2 separate regions of the Xenopus tropicalis genome follow, and region 2 is linked to region 1. Evidence: chromatin contacts called from public Hi-C data. All regions are on one chromosome and are shown on one strand. Each heading gives the region's core, a stretch centred on a gene start, on an enhancer-like site or on the middle of the called end of the contact. The rest is flanking DNA. Distances are from core to core; before and after follow the strand shown.

Region 1 (4,706 bases), core at 705-3,204:
AGGCGCCCAGGTGTTTCCATCAGTTTTGGAATTACACAATTACAGCAAGCAGGCAGGCGCCATTTTGTGGACACTGTTATTAATGCAAGCTTTGCATCCTGCCAAAATCTTGTAAATGCGCCATAATGGGGAACCTGATGCCCATGCACTGGCTACACAATGAGATGGTGAGGAGGGAGGGAGAAAGTGAGAGCTGAATGGAAAGTTAAAGTAATTGTCTGCCCTGCCTCTAAGCCTAAGTGTAGAGGCGGGGCATGTAATATATGACTGGTAGCTGGGATTTTTATAATGCCTTTAATGGGTTTAGATGTGTTAATATAAAAATAAATTGGGGTTTAATTTGAAAAGGACTTTTATTATACAGCTTTTTATGTTGGGGTGATAGGTCCACTAAGCTGGGGGGCGAACCCAAAAGCCTACAACTATATAAAGTATAGCATGAAATGTGCAAGGCTTCTTCATACAATGTTTTTGCAATACAGGACACTATTCTTTTACCTATGATCTGTGAGTGCCTGCTATTTATTTTGGGTATTAATACTTTTGGATTCCACAGTCCAATACTTGATAAATTTGATACCAGAATTTCTATGCAGATAATTTTGTTTCAGTGGAGGAAAAAACAAAGCCATTGCTCTAATCAGGGCATTGAAAGAAAAGTAAGGAATGGAATACAATTCTAGTTAAACCTCAAGTTACCAATCAAGTTGAGTCTAATTCAAACAAAGAAGCTATGCAGCAAAGGTAAAAGCACGGATTTAAAGTAAAAAATATTATGTTTGGAAAGAGCCAAAGCTAATCAGACAGGAGAAAAACAAAATCTGACTCGGAATAATACCTTTTCACGCTGACATTTGTTTTTGGAACCTGGAACTTAACACACTGGTGTTTGGATATCAAGGGTGAGTCAAAGTTGGGAATGTTTACTGACAGGGCTTGCTACCATATGGAGCCACATAGCTGATGCAGTGGTTTATTTATCTATACACTGAAGTTCTGCATAGCATTTAATAAATAAGAGTTAATATGTGAATATATTGCATATATGAGTTCAGGATTCTTTAGCTACTGCAACATAAATTAAATAATTAACATAATAATGTTAGATATCCGCTCACTCCAGCCTTTATAGATTACATTTTTGGCTATCTAACTATATTGAAAACATTTTTTATTTTGCAGTCTATTTTACCCAGTTTTTACACTGAACTGCTGTTTTGGTTGATCTATAATGTGACTGGGTCAAAGATCTATTTGCATATATTTACATAATTATGCATCTTTGAAATGAGAGGGTAAAGGGGTTGTTCATGAAAAAAATTGCTTTTATTGTGATGAAGATGAATGATCATCTAAAACTATAGCAATAAAGCAAAAGGTGCTTAGAATAGGTCTTACCTTCACTGAGGACTAAGCATTGCGTGAGGACGTGGTTGGGCACATGTAAAATGATAAGCCCTCTGGGGGTTTCTTGGCAAGGTTTGGCTTGTAAACTATGTAAGCAGCACTATTTCAACTACAGGGGTTTGTTTATTTAGCTACGTGAAATTATCTCTGTGTGAAAAACAGTGTAAGAAGCAAAAATAATATAGCTGTACATTTCCTTTTATTCATAATTTGACACCCTTTTGATCCACAACCGTGGAAATTATCCATTAAAAAGAACTGGTGGCAGTATTTATAAAAGGTATTTGTAAAGACTACAATGTATTTTACACACTAATTTCATCCCCTTCTGACCTGGCGTAAGCCATTTAACTCAATCGGTAAAAATCAAGCAGCAAGTGAACACAACATTTGCAAGCGCCCACTACCTTTTACACAATGCTGCACAATCAACTAAAAGCAGTACACAGTTGGATTTTTTTGTTTTTGTTTTTTTCTTCACACAGCTTAAAACAGGCCCTAGAGCCGCACTGAATGTCCCACCTTCTGCCATGGCCCATGTGACACATGCTAAATAAAAGGACACTCACAAATGGCCTACCTAGCCTTTACTACAGGAAAAACAGCTGGAGTTCCCACACGGTTAATTTATCATTCATTAAACAGAGACAGAGACAGTCAGCAAACTATCACCGTTTAATGAATAATTCTTTTAGCCTGGAGTTTGCTTCAGGAGACAATGTGATGCCTGGAAGGCTAAATGCAGGAGAAATTACTTGTTTCATCTTTTGCCCCAATCCTCCTGGTTGCAAATCACTGCCCAGGTTTTTCCCTTTGTTGTGATTTATATACTTTTTCCTTAGACTGGATAGAGGCTCATTATTTGCTGTACAGATAACGCACTATATAATTCACAGACAGGAAAAGAATTTGCTTCCTCCCCACTAACAGAATTACATGTAGCTTGATCACACTTTATATAGCAGATAACATATGAGGATCACATTGATTTTAATATATATGGAAAGGCAGACAGAGCTTATTAAAATACAACAATGGCAGCATTTATATTTAAGAAGAAAAAAAATATATAGTTAAAGGCAAACCAGGCTTCTTTTTATAATTAAAGGACAACTGTTGCAAATATAAAACATTTAATATAAGCTCTTGGAAATAGGAACAAAATTATTATTTAATTTAAATATATTTTATTTATTATATCTCTCAAAGTTGGTTATTTTTCAAAGACATTCAAAGCTAATACACTATATGGGTCATGTGCAACGCAGAATGTAAAGCACATAAAAAGGCTGCTATTGGGCATTTTTTTGCACAAAGGCTGGCCCCTTGATTTGATTGCTGCCTAGGTTAGGAAGTGATCTATCCAAGAATGGAGGGGGGTGGCACGTAGGCATCTCCTCTCATGCTTTCCTACTTTGTACATCATTTACCTCATAAGGAGGCCCTGTCCTTACCGCATACAGTTGGTGAGGACAGGGATTGGCTGTGACTCCAGATGCTGCTCTTTGCACATAGCACTGGATTTTATACATTTCAGAAATTGTACAAAATGTTTAACTGATTATAATTAGACATTTTATTATTTACATTCTCTTAACCTTCAAAGCCCTCCATTCCTCTGCTCCTCACTACATCTCTTCCCTTGTGTCCTAGCCGACTCCTTCGTTCCTCGCAGAGCAACCGTTTGGTTGCGCCTCCCACTACTACTGCTGTTTCCCGCCTTAAACCTTTCCGCCTTGCTGCCCCTTACATTTGGAATGCCCTCCCCGATTTCCTCCGGAGAGAATCCTCCCTCAGTCTTTTTAAAACTAAACTTAAAGACTACCTTTTGGAGCACTCGCCCAGCACCTGATCTGGAAACTGGCACTTATACTGTAATGTCACCCACTGTGACCTACAGCACTTATATTTGCCCATTTGTGTCTGTTAGTTACCCCTCCCATATAGATTGTAAGCTCTACGGGGCAGGGACCTCCTTCATCTTGTGTTTCTGACTCTTATTGCAAAAAATAATAATACAGGTAGGGGATCTAATATTATGAAACCTGTTATTCAAAAAACTTTGACCTACATGAATGGTATTTCTCACACTGTCCTATTTAAACAATTTATTTTTGGCGGATTTGCTTCCTATTCAAAGTACAGGTATGGGACCCGTTATCCAGAATGCTCCAGATAAGGGATATTTCTGTAATTTGGATCTCCATAACTTAAGTCTGCTGAAAATCATTTAAATATTGAATAAACCCAAAAGGCTTGTTTTGCCTCCAATAAGGATTAATTATATCTTAGTTGGCATCAAGTACAAGGTACTGTTTTATAATTACAGAGAAAAAGGAAATCATTTAAAAAAATTTAAATTATTTGCTTATAATGGAATGTATGGGAGATGGCCTTTTAGTAATTCGGAACTTTCTGGATAACAGGTTTCTGGATAATGGATCCCATACCTGTAGTAAGACAGTACAGTCATGGGCCCTGCTATCCAAAATGCTCAGGACCTGGGGTTTTTTGGATAAGGGGTCTTGTTTTGGCCTCCAGTAAGGATTAATTATATTTAAGCTATGATCAATCTATTATTTTATTATTACAGAGGAAATTAATTTCAAAAATGTGAATTACTTGATTAAAATGGAGTATATGGGAGCATGATGCTTCACATGAAAGTGCACCCCTCATTTGGAAAACCCTAGGCCCCAAGCATTGCAGATAAGAGATCCTATACCTGTATGGCCCACAGATAAGACAGCGCTGGTACAGCTACAACTGCTGACATTACACAACAAGCACACAGACCTAACTTGCTGGAGCATGGAGAAACCTAATCTTGCAAAGGTCATCATTTCAGCCATAAGAAAACACAGAGAATCCTGCTGGCTCTCAAACAGCACTTAATAAAACACACTTTTTGGTGGACAAAAAACCCCACGGTGCATGCACTAATAACACTGACATAGGGTTTATTCATTTGCAGATGCTTCACTGTGTGAATGATTAAGGTAGGTTAGCTTTTTTACCCTTCAAAGCCAGACAAAAATCGAATTCACATCCTGCCTTCGTTGGCAGGCAATATACATACATTCTGAGTATCTGAGCAGCCAGGCAGCTAGCCTTTAAGAGCAGCTACTAATCTCCATGCACAAGTATACAAGTTGCAGCATTCAAATTTTACTGTGCGACTGGATTTTAAAAATTGTTGCAACTAATCTGCACGTCTGCCTTCGCCATGAAGTGGAAATGTTTGCTGTTTTGTCATCAAAATCAGCATTCACTGGCATTATTGTATTTATTTTACAACC
Region 2 (4,706 bases), core at 959-3,458, 64 kb after region 1:
ATAAAAAAGACCTGCAGTTCATGCCTTAGAGAATGGCAGATACAAAACTGGGATATTAAATAGTGTCTTAACATAAACAAAAGAAGCATATATGCACTGTTTCATAAGTAGCAACCTATTGCATCCAGAGATAATATTACGTGTAAGATGTTTAAATAGGTATTTAAATTCCATTCTTGTTCAAATGCTTAGATCCTGACTACTGAAAAAATGTCTACATATAAGGTAGTACCAGAGCTTTGTATTGTGTTAGCCATAGATCAAAACAAGAAAATAAAGAGTAAAAGATACCTTTTTTTTTAAATTATAAAATGTAAGCTTTCAGGACAACTTCTCTTCCTCAGGCATAGTATATTTATTTATACATAATTTGTATTCATTTACACCATGCCTGAGTAAAGGGCCTAAACTCACATTTTATAAACTACTAAATTAGCCAATAAGAGCCCTGTCAGACAAGGAGAATTGCCAAAAAAAGTAGCAATCTGCAGCAATCTAAATGCGATGGGAACGCATTTTTCAGGGATATGTTGCCTGAAGCAGCACAGATTTACCCTGGGCAACAAATGTCACTGTGCCTCACTTAATCTGATTTTTTCTAAATATAAGGGACCAAATTATTATAAATTCTTTTGGATCAATCGATTTCATTTTGAGCACCACTGTATTGCTCTTGATAGCTACAGCGGCCAAAAAGTCATGTGTGCTTTACACATATATTCTTGTGTTAGTAACTTGCTGACATGATATTGGAATTGTCTGTTGTATGAAATTAACAAAGATCTGTCTAGTCCGGTGATGTAAACTAAACAAACAAAATATAAATATGTTTATCCTGAGAATGCTCATTCTCCACATAGAAGAATAACAGAAAGACAGACACATAGACAAACATCCAATATAACATAGCACCTGTATTATAGACAGTTTTTACTGTTTACAATTATCTAATGACCTTACCATTTAGAAGCGGCTGCCCTTCATGTACACTTCTGTAGACACTGGCGTGATAAACATCCTCAAGAAATCCTGTCTTGCATAATCTGGATCCCCCGAGTGCTTCAACTGGTCCCTGAAATGTAACCGAATATGACCGTTACACTTGCAGCCCCCATTAAGAGAAGACATTTGACTTGGCATAAGCCTTTTTTCACTATAGTCAAGTATAACAAACTCCTTTGTTTCTCAGAGGTTTACAATTAGAAGTGTGGGGGCCAAGGGTTAAATTTTTTGATAACTGGTATGGAAGAAACAAATCCCATTTGTCTGGTAAGATCTAAACGCTAAACAATCTTGCTTCTTTTAACAACTGAACTTAACAGTGGTTGAGCCTTAAGTGGAATCATAGGGGAGAACAAAAACATTCCTTTTAGAGAAGATAAAGCTTGCAGAGAGCATTTCACCATGCTAACTTATTTTCAGGCACAGACACTTTAAATGTCATGCCTTAGCCAAGGAATCTGTACACAGAATTAACAGAAAACGTTCTCAAAAAAGGTAATGAACCAGAGGACAAAAGGAAACTTGATAACTGTATAAAGTGCATTACTGTGCCGATAAGGTCTACATAATTTTGAAGGCATTAAGAACAAAAACATCAACATAGCCCCTGCCTCAGCTCATTTCCATTTAATTCTCAAGGTGAAATTGCATTTTAACTGTTTTAAAGGCTTTTCTTGTAAAGTCTACCACACATTGTGGAAAGAGTAATTTAGAGGCCTTTGTGTTTGTAATAATCAGAAATCTCTGCTTTTGCCACTCATATCTTTCAAAAGAAGAATACAAGGAAAAAAAATTCTCAATGAACACTGGCCTTGGAAAAAGGGTTGCGAAAACAGCAATAAAGGGTAAGAGCATTTTAATGGTTGTTTTGTCATCAGATAAACAATGTGACACAAAAAAAGGTTATGTGTGCCTTAAAAAGAGCTTAAAATCTATAGAAATTTACTTGCAGACATTGTCAATATAAATGTAATTCAGTACATGACACTCTTCTCTAAAGAAAATGGCAGTTTGCAGAAGGTAATTTTACAGGAAAATAAAAGCGCCGGTGTGCTCTGGCTTCTTGGGGGGAAAATACTTATTAAGGGATCCCAAGCAATTTCTCAGGAAACCGAGGCTGGGAAATAGCAGTGTGATTGTGCTCAAGTTTGCAAGGGACCAAATGGTCCGCTCTGCTCATTCTCATCAGAGGAATGCAGGTAGTGAGATATCCCAGTCACAGTGCAATCAGACAGGAAGCTCATACTGAGAATGCTGTTTTCACGCTGCTTCTAATCACTACCTATTTCGTTTATTTTAACATTACAAACAAAGATTAGATAACTAGCACGACACACAAAACAAAACTTCCTTTCAACTTCCTGTGATGAAGAGTCAATGCTTATTATTAACTTTCTCCACAGCATGGAATCCTTCATTGCGGCTATATTATATACACCACAGCCCACAAGCCATGTTCATTTCTCTACTTCCATCCCAGACATGAAAGAAAAACCACAGTAACCTCTGTGAAATGCTTTCATTTCTTTAAATAAATGTCATTTCTAACCCTGAGTACTTGAAGTGAAAACTCTGCCCTGAAAAGCTTTCAGTTTAGATTTTCTGAATTTGGTGGATCAAGCCCCCCCCATCAATACATATAGGTCTGTCTATGGATCTGTGAATGCCTGCTGCAATCTATGGCAGGTGCAAATTTGCCCAGTATTTATAAACACGCCCCTGTGCTGGGGTCTTATTTATAAGTTCCAAGGTAAATTAACCTCTGTAACTTATAAACCCCAAGACCCCAGCACAACAATATTTAGTCATGTGAAGTTCCATTCCCCCGTGGTAGCCAAGATTTAACTGTGGGCGACTAATCTCGCCAGGGTCCTGCAACACAGCTTTCTATGTGAATAACACAATGTAAAAGCAAAATGAATAAAATGCATGATTTTATTTAAATTCAGAACAAATAAAATTTAGGACAGAAAATTCAGTATAAAGATAAGATTTCTTATCCAAAGTTTAAAAAGGTCAAGAAGTCAAGTCAGTGGGAAAGAAAACAATTATTATCTTACCGTAACATCCCACTAGATTAGATCAATAGAGTGGAATGCCTCACTAACTGTATGGATAATATTTGTCATGGACAAATAATGAAAAGCTTCTCCAGGTAAGGCTACATAGGAACTTCTGTGTGACCACAAATATCATTGTGGCCAGTTGTATAATATTTCTCTATGTTTATGAAGAGGGACATTTAAAGAATTGCCAGCAGCCTGATGTATAAATGTGTCAGTATATAATGAATGGTTCCAGATCATCCACCCAAAACAGAGAACATTATACAAGACCATCATCAAGCTCCCTTTACTCACTCAATGGCTCTAAACCCAGAACTGTGATTTGGATTAGATTGCACCATGATGCTGACTTTCAAAACATGTGTGTGCCTTGCTGTGTGTGTGTCATTTAATACAAAGATTCCTTTATGCTAGCCAAAAAAAACCCTTACATATGCCCTCAACCTGTACCACACCATAACTAATTAAAGAAAATCTAAATTAGAAGGAACACGCCTGGCTTGTTACAGTCTGGTTTGCCTTCTTACTGCCAAAGTGGATTTGAGAAGCTCTAGTGGTTCACTTCCCCACTGGGAATGCATCAAAAGAGCAGGATCATGCTGATTAAATTCCACCTGTCGGGAATTTGTGGCCCTACTGAAAGCAAACTGAAAGCAAAATGCTAAGAACAAAAGAAAAGATATATTTTGAACATCACAGAGCATCTGACAGACTAACACTACACTACATGAATATGAAGGCAATTTACATAAAATAAATGTATTGTGAATTTTGGGAGGAAAAACCTAAACAAGCCTAAACACTGCAGAGATGACTTGCACAGATCTAATAATCCCTGTAAGAAGCCATCTGCTCACTTATTACCATTTCAGGCAATAGATCCTAAAATTGTGCTCTGGTGGCTTTTAGAGCTTTAAAAATCCCTAAACATATTATTTTTTTCAGGAATTGCATCTTAACATGTTGTGTTCATCATGTTAATGTCTCACAGAACACAAGCTATTTCTCTTCTGCTTAGAAATAGGTGGTCACACATTTTAGTTGGCAATTAAAGCCTTGTTCCTCTCCCTTTTCTCCAATACAATTTGCAACTCACTACATTGGCAACAACTGCTATTGTGAGTGCAGACAATGGTCACAAAAAAAAAACAAAAGCTCACGGGCATGAATAAAAGTTTCACTCATTCCTGTTACTGGCATTGTGTCAACTTCTCAGCAAACAAAGGACAGCACTACATCTCTAAATAATCCCTTGTTAAGACTTTTTTAATAAGAAAAGTTTTTAACAAAGTCCTTAAAGTATTTCCTATTTCCTGGCTGAAAGATGTTTTTTTTTACATATCAGAGGATGTTAAATTAAACAAACTTTCAAAAGTTGGCTTAATTTAAACGCAGCAAAACAGCAGCACTAATGTATAAAAACCTCAGACACAAAGGGAAATACAAGTGACAATTACTCACACTGTCAGCAACTTGAAGCAAACTGACAACTCGGACAGGGAAAGCCGACTCGACACCATAAAATGCACCTATTCATTTTTTTTTTTAACAAAGCAAGTGAATAAGGATTTTAAAATATGCTGTCTGATTTTTTTTTCGGCAGATAATGAAGATGAAGTGCTTTGGTTCTGCTTTCCT

Evidence for each region. Hi-C and Micro-C count contacts between places; a contact is called where the count stands out from the background.
Region 2: a contact with region 1 is called in a Hi-C map of neurula embryo, with 1.5 times the contacts expected there. The contact joins two enhancer-like sites. A contact is called at or near these places in 2 of 5 Hi-C or Micro-C datasets (brain and neurula embryo).

Annotation. Positions count from the first base shown.
Region 1 is chr6:111,018,622-111,023,327 of UCB_Xtro_10.0, forward strand. All of the region lies in intron 2 of cdh2 (cadherin 2), which reads right to left. Among named protein-coding and RNA genes, the nearest start is that of cdh2, 76 kb to the right of the region's middle. Within about 2 kb of position 1,955, at least 2 of the 11 cell types and tissues checked have an H3K27ac peak or open chromatin away from gene starts, as enhancers often do. A contact at or near this core is called in neurula embryo, where this site is marked.
Region 2 is chr6:111,082,748-111,087,453 of UCB_Xtro_10.0, forward strand. cdh2 (cadherin 2) reads right to left here. Exons shown (of 16, transcript NM_001127418.1): 2 at 961-1,072. Among named protein-coding and RNA genes, the nearest start is that of cdh2, 12 kb to the right of the region's middle. Within about 2 kb of position 2,209, at least 3 of the 11 cell types and tissues checked have an H3K27ac peak or open chromatin away from gene starts, as enhancers often do. A contact at or near this core is called in neurula embryo, where this site is marked.